Linked DNA regions of Mus musculus: region 1 is linked to region 2. The links are chromatin contacts, called in public HiChIP or PLAC-seq maps. All regions are on one chromosome and are shown on one strand. Each heading gives the region's core, a stretch centred on a gene start, on an enhancer-like site or on the middle of the called end of the contact. The rest is flanking DNA. Distances are from core to core; before and after follow the strand shown.

Region 1 (5,295 bases), core at 2,696-5,195, 660 kb after region 2:
TGTTTTTGGGGTGAGATCTTTCACCAGTCCCCACCTACACCAACTGAAAACTGCACATCTCAAGTGGACAAAAAGCATCTCTAATGAAATCTGACTCCATATGAAACAGTCATTTTTTTTTTACTATATCCTACAGTAGAATATCCCTCATGTAGAAACATCCTTAACACAGGCATAGCTAAATCCCCACCCACTATGCAGACTTCCAACAGTCAATTTTACTTTAAAGAAAAATAAAATCAGTCACCAACCCCTGACCTTAAAAGTAGAAGCAATAAGGCTCAGAACTTCATAGTGTCTGGGGCCCTTGGTGGTATATGGTCGCTCTGCCTCTGCCCCTTCCCCACCTTCAGCCTAGCCTTTTGCTTGGGGGTTGTCTTCCAAAAGACCACTTTCTCCAAGTATCTGAGTTCAAATCACTCTCTGCAGCATCGTTCCCGTTGCTCATTTTCTAGAACAGAAACAGACTTGAGAGAAGATATCATATCCCCTGAGAATGGAGTTAATTGGCATAGGGGTGAGGCTAGCCTTGAACAGTTGACCTTTTGTCCCATATCCCACACCCATAAGCTCTGAGTTCCTATCTAGGGGTGAAGCAGGAGTCTAGCCTTAGACTTCTCCTATACATTGAAGGGACAGGGAGTAAGTACCAGAGGAGGGTTGGAGCGGGGCAGCCTTAGGCTTGACTGGCTCTAGTCTACCACTAGCACTGAAGCACACATATGCCCAGCTCCTTCAGCATATATATCAATTTCTTACATCACCTATTAAAGCTCCCATCGGACAGGGAGGCCAGGATAAGAGGGTGGGAAGAGTGACTTCAGGTGGATCCCCTGCCGAGGAATGGGCCAGTTTAGTTAGACACACTTCCTCTGCTCCACAATGCTGGAGGTCAGCTCTGGGTGACACTCAGTCCCGGGTGGTTGCCAAACTAGAAGGCTAGATGTGATCCCGTTCTTTCCTGCTCAGCCAAGCTCACACAAGTCACAAGCAGGCTCCTGATGTATGCCTCCCCCCCCCCCCCCACAGCTGTGGATCATGCCTGCCTTTGGCGCTCGCCCGCACTTCAGCAATACCGTGGAGGTGGACTTTTACGGTTACTCCCTCTGGGCGGCCATCGTCAACATCTGCCTACCTTTTGGCATCTTCTACCGAATGCACGCTGTCTCCAGTCTACTGGAGGTCTATGTACTGTCCTGAAGCTCCACAGAGAGACAGAGCAGAGGAACTCCAGCACCTGGAAGTGAATCAGGCTGGCACTAGCTCCCTGCCTGCCCCAGACTAGAATTTTCACTAAAGTTTATTTTTCCAGGATGAGTTTTTAAAGTCAAAATCAAGACATACCCATTTATTCCTGCATGACCCTGGAGCCTCGGGAGACGGAGGCAGGGAAACTGTTCCCTGCAGAATCCCCTAGGACCAGACAGGATCAGGAAATACCATCTCTGACTCTATCTCTAATTCCAGCCACATGGCCTGTGTACTCTCTGGAGATGAGACCAATAAACCTGCAAGCAATCCCTTTGTCCCCTCTTCTTGTCTCAGCCTCACCTGGAATGATGGCAGGAGGTCTGCGCTTGTTCGGGGTTGTTTTCAGACATCCACCTTTTCAGTGGGTGAGCTGAGCTGAGTGTCCTCAGCAGGCTTTCTAAACAGTGGATAGCAAGGTGACTGGGAGGGACCAGCAAGTGCCTCCCAAAAAGATGAATGTGATCATCTTTCTTATGGTGCAGGAAAGTTAGGGAGGATTGAGTTCATCTGATGCCCATGCTTTACAAAGACGGAAACGGAGGCTTGTGGATATAAAGAACCAACGCCTTTCTACCAACAACAGTAATTCGTCAGCTGTGTGTGTATGCCTGTGCACTTGCACATATGTGTAGTGGGTGTAGAGGTCAGAGGTCAACCCCAGGAGCTCTCCATGTTGTTCTCCCCCCTTTTGGGGTGTGTGTGTGTGTGTGTGTGTGTGTGTTCACGTGCATGCATGAGTGACAGCACATCTATGAGAGCATGTGGCTGCATCCTATTATTCCTTGAAACTCAGAGCTCACTCACGTGGCTAATCTTAGTAGCCCACTAACTCTGGGGATTCTATCTCTGCCCTCTAAGGCTAGACTAACAAGAGTGGCCACAGCCAGGGGACATTCGTCATTTGTGGGCGTTCTGCAGATCTGCCTGGGTGCTTTAACCCGCGAGCCGGCATTGCATTTGCCTGCATGTATGCCATCAGATCCTGTGGGACTAGAGCTACAAACAGTCCTGAACCAGCATGTGGGTCCTCTGGAAGAACAGCCAGTGCTCTTCACTGCTGAGCCACCTCTCCAGTTCCCATCATTTAAGACAGGGTTCCACCTGTTCCTCCTCCTGGCCCTTGTGTTAGAAGTGTGCTGCTGCGCCCAGCTTTCCACGTGGGGCTGAGAGCAGCCGCAGGCCTTCACACCTGTGTGGCAATCGGAGGATGACTGAGCTCGCCCCAATCCCTCAAACTTTTTTTTTTTAAATGAGCAGCAGAGGCTTTTGTTGTTGTTTTGGTTTGATTGATACATAGCAATTGTGGCATTTTTAGATCTGGGTACTGGCATATTGGTCACCTCAGACAGAGACTGTGGTGTTTGTGTGTTGGGAACATTCAAGGTCTCCTCTCCTTGCCATTGAGAAATACACAATGGATTGTTGCCAGCCATTATTACCCTCCTGTGCTATAGAATCACAGGAGGTAATCCTCCTGCCCGACTGAGCCTAACCCCATTAACCCTAAGCAGCAGTTTTCCTTCTCAGGAATGTGAGGGTCATGAGTATCACAGGAACATACTGTAGGAATAAGCAGGTGCCCCCAGCTTAACAGGAGCTGGGAGAGTCCTTACCTCCCTGGGCTCAGCTTGGGGTCCTAGAGGATGCTCTCCAAAGCCACAAGACTTCTGCACGGCCACAGCTGTGTACTGAGACGGAGGGAGGTGGGAGTAACACCAAAAGCTAGAGGGGTCAGAGTTGGTTTTGTGTTACATCGAGGTGGTTTTTTGTTTTTTTGTTTTTGAGACAGGGTCTCATGGAGGGCAGCTGGCTTCTGACTCCCTGTGTAGCCAAGGATGACCTTTAACTCCAGATGGCCATGCCCCACCCAAGTACCGGGATTGCTAGGGTGCATTGCTAAGCTTGTTTTGTTTATTTAAAATTTTTAAATTATATTTTAATGTGGTGCGTGCGTGTGCGTAGTGTATCAGTGGAAGTCAAAGGACAACCTGCAGCATCAATTCTCTCCCTTCACCTTATGGGTCCCAGGGATGGAACCCAGGTCATCAGGCTTGTTGGGTGCCTTTACACATCTCACAGGCCCGGGAGATTGGACGGAACCAGAAGGGAGGGAGAGCCAGGTGGGAGTGATGACATTTGGGGGTGAGAACAGGAGACATCGGCAAGAAGTCCATGATCTTTAAGGCTGTAAAGACTGATGGGGATATAAGGGAGAGAAAAAGGGGAGCCAAGAAGCAGACGACCAGAGAAGGTCCTGAGGACTACCTCCTCCCGTTCTGCCCCTGCCCCCCAAATCCTTAAACACCATCTCCCACCTTGGGTGTCTCCCACTCCAACTTCAGTTTCAATGTAAGACCAGGAGATGATTCTGAGAAGCCGCTTTGGTGCTCAATCAGCTAGACAGGGTGTAGAAAATATGTGACCTGGACCCGGAGAAGAGAGGTTCCCATTCACAGCTCAGCCGCCACAGGCAAGTATGGACTGAAGCCAGCTCGCTCTCTGTTCGGACCTGACGACTAGGCACCCCATTCCACTTGGGGGGCTGCCCCCACCCAGACCCTGCAGCCGGCGTCCGCCACGCCTCCTGCCACGCCCTCCCGCCTCTCTGCCTCGTCATTGGCTTCACGACTTGTGCCCGAGCCCCCACGGAGTAATTAACGAGGGATTAATGAGATTCCCAATGTCAACAGAAAAATCGATGGGCCTTGGAGCCCGAGCGGCGACTGCGCAGTCTCGCGGGGGGGTCGGAGGGAGGAAAGGGCGTCGAGGCATCTGTCTCAAGGCACCTGGGACCTTACCAAGACGGAGGATCCGCGCTGCAACCCAAGAGGTGGGGAGCCCGCGACCATGGCTTCGCAGACTTCAGGTAGGATTCCTTAGCTTGAGCTGGGATCTCCACCACCCCCTCCCCCCCCACCCCGAGCGCCCGAGGACAGCTGACTGAACCTTTCCTGGAAGCCCATCCTCACACTCACTGCTCCAAAGTGGGGGTTCATGAGTCAGGCGCTCCAAGGATTGGACAGGGCAGAGTGAGTGGGACGACCCTAAGCTCTTCCCTCTGTGTCACCCCAACTCTGGCTCTGCGCCTACATCCTTCTCCCTACCTCACCCCTGGGTTCAAGGGTCCTCACAGCTCAAAGAGGGTGCCCAGGCCTGAACGAAGTCAGAAACCTGGATATATAGTTGGCTAAAAGAATACTCAAGCTGCCTAGGCCTCCCCCAACCTGTTGCTCTGAACAAAATCCCGAAGTTTCCCTGCCAGTGCTTTGCAGCCTCCCTCGGAGCACCGGTCCCATGGCCCCGACGGTTCATCTCCTTTCTCATCTCCTTTCGTTGGCTGCCTCTGAACGCAGCCCATAAACCAGTTTGGTGTCTAGGACTTCTCTTGAACTGGCATCGTGCCAAGAGGCGTGCCAAGGGTGGCAGAGTTCTAGTTGGTTCCAAGTGCGTTCGTTCTAGCTCTTTTTTTCTGGACCCCTTGATGCTCACCCTAACACCTAGCATTGGCCCCCTTGATAACCGCTGGTAGAGCACTGAACCAAGGAACAGGGGAAACCACCAGAGTGCCCTTTGAAGGGAGAGGACCTGGAACTCGGTTCTCCACTGTCTCCACACTTCCAGTTCCCAAGGCCTGCAGTCTGAGCGAAAACTCCAACCCTTTAGTCCCTCTAGGATCTTGATCTATAGGAAGGTTCATGCACTTCTATCGGGCATGGCTCTTCGTGTATGTTCATGCATCAAATCGCTAAAGTCTGACAAAACTCTTGAGGGTAGGTATCATGTATCCATTCTTTTATTTATTCATTCAATAACTTGTCGGGCTGGAGATACAGCTCAGCGGTACTGCACTGGTCTAACATTCACAGAGTTGGGGTGAAGGGGGAGGTCGGGGGAGGGGATGTCGGGATGGGAACTAGATGGAGTGTGAGGGGGTGAAACAGAGAGAACCAGGCATTAGTGTTCCATAGTTGCTCATCCACTTCACTGAAAGGACTACAAAGGATCCAGACTACAAAAACTAAGTAGCTTAGCCAAGATCACAGA
Region 2 (5,982 bases), core at 1,155-3,654:
CAGCAGGCTGAGCTAGATGCTTAAACAAGCAGGTTGTAACCAGAAGTAAAGATCTTTCTGGAAGAGGTTTTTGCATATGCTGTGAGCTTTTTGGGGAGGCATGGGTTTTGTTTACCCCGGGGAGTGGGTGGGATGGGAGTGTGGTTGCCTGGGATTCCCAAGGGAGACAGTTTACAGCTTTGGGTGTTTTGTTTTTGTCCCCAGTTCATTTCTCAAAGGCTCCCTCTGGCTCCTAGGAGACTGACTTTGTCTGGCCTTGTGGTCTGCTGAAGGCACTTTTTCATGCAGCGCCTCCTACCCTGCCAATCCTGAGTCACTTAGGGTGTGCTTCTGCGGTCCAGGCTGGCTCCAGAGACTGAATAATGTCTTTGTGCCTTCAGGTGATGGGCTCACCAAGGCTGAGGGCCCAGCCTGCTCTTCAGTAGTACACTCCTGGTTGGCTTCCCTCACCTCTGCGTCAGCACACATCTGGAATGCCCTGGCACTGAGCTCTCCCTTGGTGGCCATGTATTTATTACTACTCCCTCTGACTCTGCACCAGGTTCAAAATTAACAGGGAAGTGAGCAGAGGCATCCTGGGGTCACTGAGGGCAGGTGTGCGGGACACCGGGCAGCACCTCCCTGCCCTCGGGATTCTGGCTAAGGCTGTATCTCTTGCCTGTGACTGAGGTTCAAGAGGGGCCTCTGGGAAGTTGCTTCACATTTCTCTGCTTGGCTACAGGGGTCTACATCAGGTCCTAAGGCTGAGGGCACCTAAGTCAGCCCTGTGCTTCAACTGCCCTCACTTCCCTTACAAGGTTCAGGCCAGCCTGGGCTACATTGTTCCAGGAAATCAGGACTATAGCAAGACCTGTCTTACTAGAAAAGACTGGGTGTAGGCCTATAAGTCTTAGCTGTACAGGGATGTGGGCTTTTCAAGTCCACAGAACATTTCCATCAACTCAGAAGCCGCTCCCCGACCCTGGCCACTGGGAAGCAGCCACAGCCCAGCCCGGCCCTTGCACTGCAGATCTTGGGGTTTCCTGACTGGATTCCCTTTCTCCCCTGCCCATTAGTCCCTCACCCCACAAGATTTCTACCCACCATGGAATCCTCTGGAGACATCAGCCTAACTGTTCCCTGTGGAGGCACCCCCCAAGCTAGCCACCCTCATGCCAGCTCAGGACAAAAGCACTGGACGTGTTTATAATCACCGAGGTTTAGAGCCTCCCCTCCCTACTAAACACGTGGAAAGACAGGAAACTGGAAAGAGACTTTGCTCATCACTAGGTGTCCTAGGCTCGGGAGGATTCCTAGACAATCCTGGACTAGCGAGACATCTGTGAGAACAAGGTGGGTTAGGGGGTTGATGGTGCCTCGGCTGTCCGGGGCAGATGTAGCAGCCAGGCTCTAGCAACTATAGAACAGAGCTGACTGTGAGAAGTCCTAGCGGCCAGGGAGCAGGGAAGCACTCCTAGCAAGGTTCTTTGATAGAGCAAGAGTGCCTGTTTTAGGGGCACCACAGCACCTAGTTAGAAATTCTCCCTGCCCTCTCTGGGGTCTCCTTTCCTTCCTCTGCCTGCAGCACTAAGCATCCTCCCTCCAGCTGGCTCCCCAGCGCTGTGCCCAACCAAGCCTGGCCCTGACTTGGCTCTCGAGTTTGCCACCTAACGTGTTGACTGGTACCTGCCCACCACCTACCTCCTGCTTAAGACCCTTGTGCAAGCCGGGCGGTGGTGGCGCACGCCTTTAATCCCAGCACTTGGGAGGCAGAGACAGGCGGATTTCTGAGTTCGAGGCCAGCCTGGTCTACAAAGTGAGTTCCAGGACAGCCAGGACTACAGAGAAACCCTGTCTCGAAAAACCAAAAAAAAAAAAAAAAAAAAAAAAAAAAAAAAGACCCTTGTGCTCCCAGCTTCAAGGCCAGGCTGCTCTACATAATGAGTTCCAGGACAGAAAGCATAGTGAGGCCCAGTCTGGGGAATAATTAATAATAATAATAGTAATAGTAGAATGAATTAGGGACTAGCCCAGCCTCCTAGGTAATGATTACTAATTATCCACTGGCTCTTTAGTCTTTTTTTCAAAATCTTGCCTTTTTTTTAAGATCAGGTCTCACATAGCCCAGGCTGGCCTCCAACTCATAACAGACCTGAGGAAGACCTTTGAATTCTTGATCCTTCTGCCTTACCATCCTAAGGCACGCACCATCAAACCTGGGCCACTATTCTGATGTTGATAGCAAGGATCAGGGCATGTTTTTGAGCCCAATTTCTGGAGTGGGTGTGTGTGTCCAGGAATTGGCTCAAGAGGAGGGGTGGGGCAGGGCCCGAGGTGGGGGCGGGACCTGAGCAGAGCCTCGTGCATGGTGGGGCGTGTCCTCGCCTAGGGCTGGATATGGGGCGGGGTTTAGGCGAGGCGGGGCCGGGTCGCTTCCGAGCCGGGTAGTGGTGGTAGCGGCGTTGGCAGGGGCAGTGGACCCGCTGCAGCTTGTGCAAGCCATGCCGGCGGCGCGAGTGGAGTACATCGCGCCCTGGTGGGTCGTGTGGCTGCACAGCGTTCCGCACCTCGGCCTGCGCCTGCAGCGAGTAGACAGCACCTTCAGCCCCGGCGACGAAACTTACCAGGAGGTAAGCCCATGAGCCGAGCCACGGAGAGGGACCCTTAGAGTGAGAGCCAGAGCCGGCCTGCGCTCGCCCAGGTCCCACTCCTTTCTCTCTTGCCTCGGCATCCCGCGCTCTCCGCGCTTCTCAGACCCCCTTGGTCCCCATTTGGGCCCTCTCAGCTCTCCCGGGTTCCTTGGCCGGGACGCTCGACCTAGCTGGAAATCTCGGAGTTGGTAAAGCTGGAAACACTGGGGAAGAAGAGGAAGGACGCGGAGGCTGCGCTCGGGTGGCGGGGGCTGAGCCTTCCAAAGACTTACAGTGGGGGTGGGGCATCTGAATCGGCGTGACTGGCGGCCGAGGTGTGTGGGTGCTTAGAGGTGCTGCAAAGTTCCCCTTCTGAGACTCCCGACACCAGACGATTTCTCTCCCGGCCCTGATGGCCTGAGAAAAAGTTTAGGCAGAAACCGACTTGAGTCTCCGGAGTCCTTTGCGCTCCTTTCCCCAGCCCCAGCCCCAGCCTGAAGGGTAGCAGCCACTGCCAATACCTCTGCCTTGGCTTCTTCACAAAGGCTGCGGGGCTGAAAGAAGCGGCGTGGGTGACTAATCTCTTGGATGCCAAAACCCCACAGCTGTTGGAGTCCAGGATGGAAGGTGGCTTCAGATCCACCCCGTCTCGCACCACGTCCAGCATCTACCCCGTCTGTTCTGGTGTTCCTTCCCTATAAACTTCTAGGCTCTGAAATTCTGAGGTCTTGGTTCCCGGGCCAGCTACCCTCCTTATCTTTATACTTCTTAACTGTCCCTGATGAAGGGGGACGTTCCCTTGCGGGTTTGGAGGTCAGGTCCAGGCTTCTGACCTCCTTTCCAGACCCTGCAACGGTCTCTCAGCAGATCTCAGCCGCGGTTAAACCCACGGCGGCCTCTGCGGCCCGGCTGAGTCAGTTCCCTCTGCTGGGTCAAAGATTCAGGGGCTGAGGCGACTTGGGAGGAGGCCCATTATTAGTTCAGAGCACTGTGCTCATGTTGGACTTTGACCTGCAGTGGTTGGCACGGTGTCCTAATCTCCATAGTGGGGCATCTGGCTGAGCAGGGCTTCTCTAGACTGCCCAGGAGTGGCTTCTTGTCCTCCCAGATTGTCCTCGTTCTGAGGCCAGGGGCTCCCGAACCGTGTGCTGTGCTCTGCCCAAGAAGAGCCAGTACCCCAGAGTCTAATTATAACTTTCAATGGCTCTACTACTTGCGGGCTTGGGCTGTTGGTTTCTGTTCTTCTGGGAGGATGGGACCCCCTTTGTGCTACTGGAGGCACTGTCAGCCCTAGGCACTGCAGCCGCCCCCGCCCCCCCCCACCCCCGACCCCCCTCGCCCCCCCAGTCTTGTCTGGCCCTGGAAGGAAGACTTGTTCCCTGAGGCCTGGTGGCTACTGGCAAAGCACCAGGGAGTCTTCCTTCAGCTAATGCTTAAAAGGGGACGGATATGGTTTCCGAACAGCTGTGTTGGGGGTGTGGAGAGAGCCCTGGGTCCCAACCATATTTTCTCCTCTCTCCTGGAAGAAATCTAGCCCCTCAGCTGGGTCAAGGGACCTCTGGCTTGGAAGGGGTTGACTCGGGCTCTCCCTCACCCCCACAGCCTGAGCCTGACCCCACCCACCCCAGTCTAGGGATAGGCAGGTGTGTGGTGCTGGTGAGTCCCACTCATGGTCCTTGCTCCCAGGGTCCTGACCCCCAAACCTTTTGCTCCAGTTCTTTCCCAGGACAACTGCGCCTGCCCCGCCCCTGCCCCCATCCTAGTTCAGCTAGTAATAGCAAAGCCCTGGGAGATGAATGTGGTGGGTCTTAATGGCTGTCTAGCATTGGGTGTTACTTAATTAAAGCTACTCCTAGTTCGTTAAGTCTCCGTGTTGTCTGACCAGGGGTCTCTTTCCACCTGAGCAGCTGGTTAGTTCACAAGGTCGCCTTCTGTTGGAAGTGGTCTTGGTCCTCTGCAAACTTAATTTGGGACTGAGTGTTGTGCTAGGGCCTGGGTGGCATACAACAAGGGTAGCAGTGGCTGAGGTGTTTCTGAGGTGAGGATTGTCTGAGGCAGGGGCATTGCCCTTCCACTGGTGGAGTTGAGTTCCAGTCCTATGGGTGTGTGGCCACAGGCAGATGGAAATTTTTCTCTCATCTCTGTGTATCCATCCCATGAGTTATTCTGCTGAGCATTCACAGTAAGGACAATACAGGACCCATTGATGCCATCATTAGACAAATGACCCTGAGATGATGGGTGTCTAACTAAGGACAGGGCCCTGTAAAATAGAGAGGAAGAGAGCCGAAGACCCTGAGCAGGGGGGAAACTGAAAAATGCATTCGAAAGTCACAAACAAAGTGGACTTTAAGGCGTGTGTGTGTGTGTGTGTGTGTGTGTGTGTGTGTGTGTGTTTGTGTGTTTGTGTGTGCCGGGCAGTGGTGGCGCACACCTTTAATCCCAGCACTTAGGAGGCAGAGGCAGGCGGATTTCTGAGTTCGAGGCCAGCCTGGTCTACAGAGTGAGTTCCAGGATAGCCAGGGCTACACAGAGAAACCCTGTCTCGAAAAACAAAAAAACAAAAACAAAACAAGGGTGTGTGTGCGTGTGTGCGTGCATATATGTGTGAATGCATGTGTGTATGTATGTGTACATTTGCACGGATGAGTGTACTCCCCTGTGTGTGTGTGTGTGTATGTGTGTGTGTGTGTGTGTGTGTGTGTATGCACACAGCCACATGCACAGGTGTAGATATGTACCTATAGCCTTGTAAATAGGCAGTCAGGCTCCAGGAATTGTGGGACTGTGAAAGGCACCTTAGCTCAACTGGGAACCAGGGTGCCTTTCAAGGTCCCACAAAGAACGACAGCTCTGTGCTTGGGACCTAGAAAGCAGAGCAGGGCTTAGAAGAGCTGACTACCTGGTAAGCACATGCAGTGAGCCAGGACTTCCCTGAGTAAGAAGGACCTACATTGCTTCCTGAGATTTTCTTAGGCCAGTGGAGGCCAGAAGAGGAGGTTGGATGCCCTGGAATTGGAGTTACAGACGAGATTGTGAGCCACCCTGTAGGTTTTAGACAGTGATCCCTAGTCCTGGGCTTAGAGCAGGAAGTGCTCTTAATTGTAGAGCCATCTTGCCAGCCCTTAAGTTTGAGGTTTTGTTTTTTCTGTTTTTGTTGTTTGTTTGAGACAGGGTTTTATGTAGCCCAGGCTGCCCTCGAACTCACCACACAGCCAGGATGATTTTTTTTTTTTTTTTTTTTTTTTTGGTTTTTTGAGACAGGGTTTCTGTGTGTAACCCTGGCTGTCAGTGCTGGGATTAAAGGCGTGCACCACCACCACCCGGCGATATTGAACTTCTTGATGATAATGATATTGAACCCCTACCTCTA

The links. HiChIP or PLAC-seq counts read pairs in DNA pulled down with a chosen protein or histone mark.
Region 1: a contact with region 2 is called in an HNF4G HiChIP or PLAC-seq map of pancreatic cancer cells. The contact joins the promoter of Otop3 here to the promoter of Ttyh2 in region 2.

What each region holds. Positions count from the first base shown.
Region 1 is chr11:115,330,786-115,336,080 of GRCm38.p6, forward strand. It overlaps Otop3 (otopetrin 3), which reads left to right and starts at 3,946. Exons shown (of 7, transcript NM_001347647.1): 1 at 3,946-4,117. The coding sequence starts at 4,099. Otop2 (otopetrin 2) reads left to right here. Exons shown (of 8, transcript NM_001362400.1): 8 at 1,030-1,518. The coding sequence ends at 1,200. It also overlaps a transcript of Ush1g not described here.
Region 2 is chr11:114,673,064-114,679,045 of GRCm38.p6, forward strand. Ttyh2 (tweety family member 2) reads left to right here and starts at 2,405. Exons shown (of 14, transcript NM_053273.2): 1 at 2,405-2,609. The coding sequence starts at 2,481.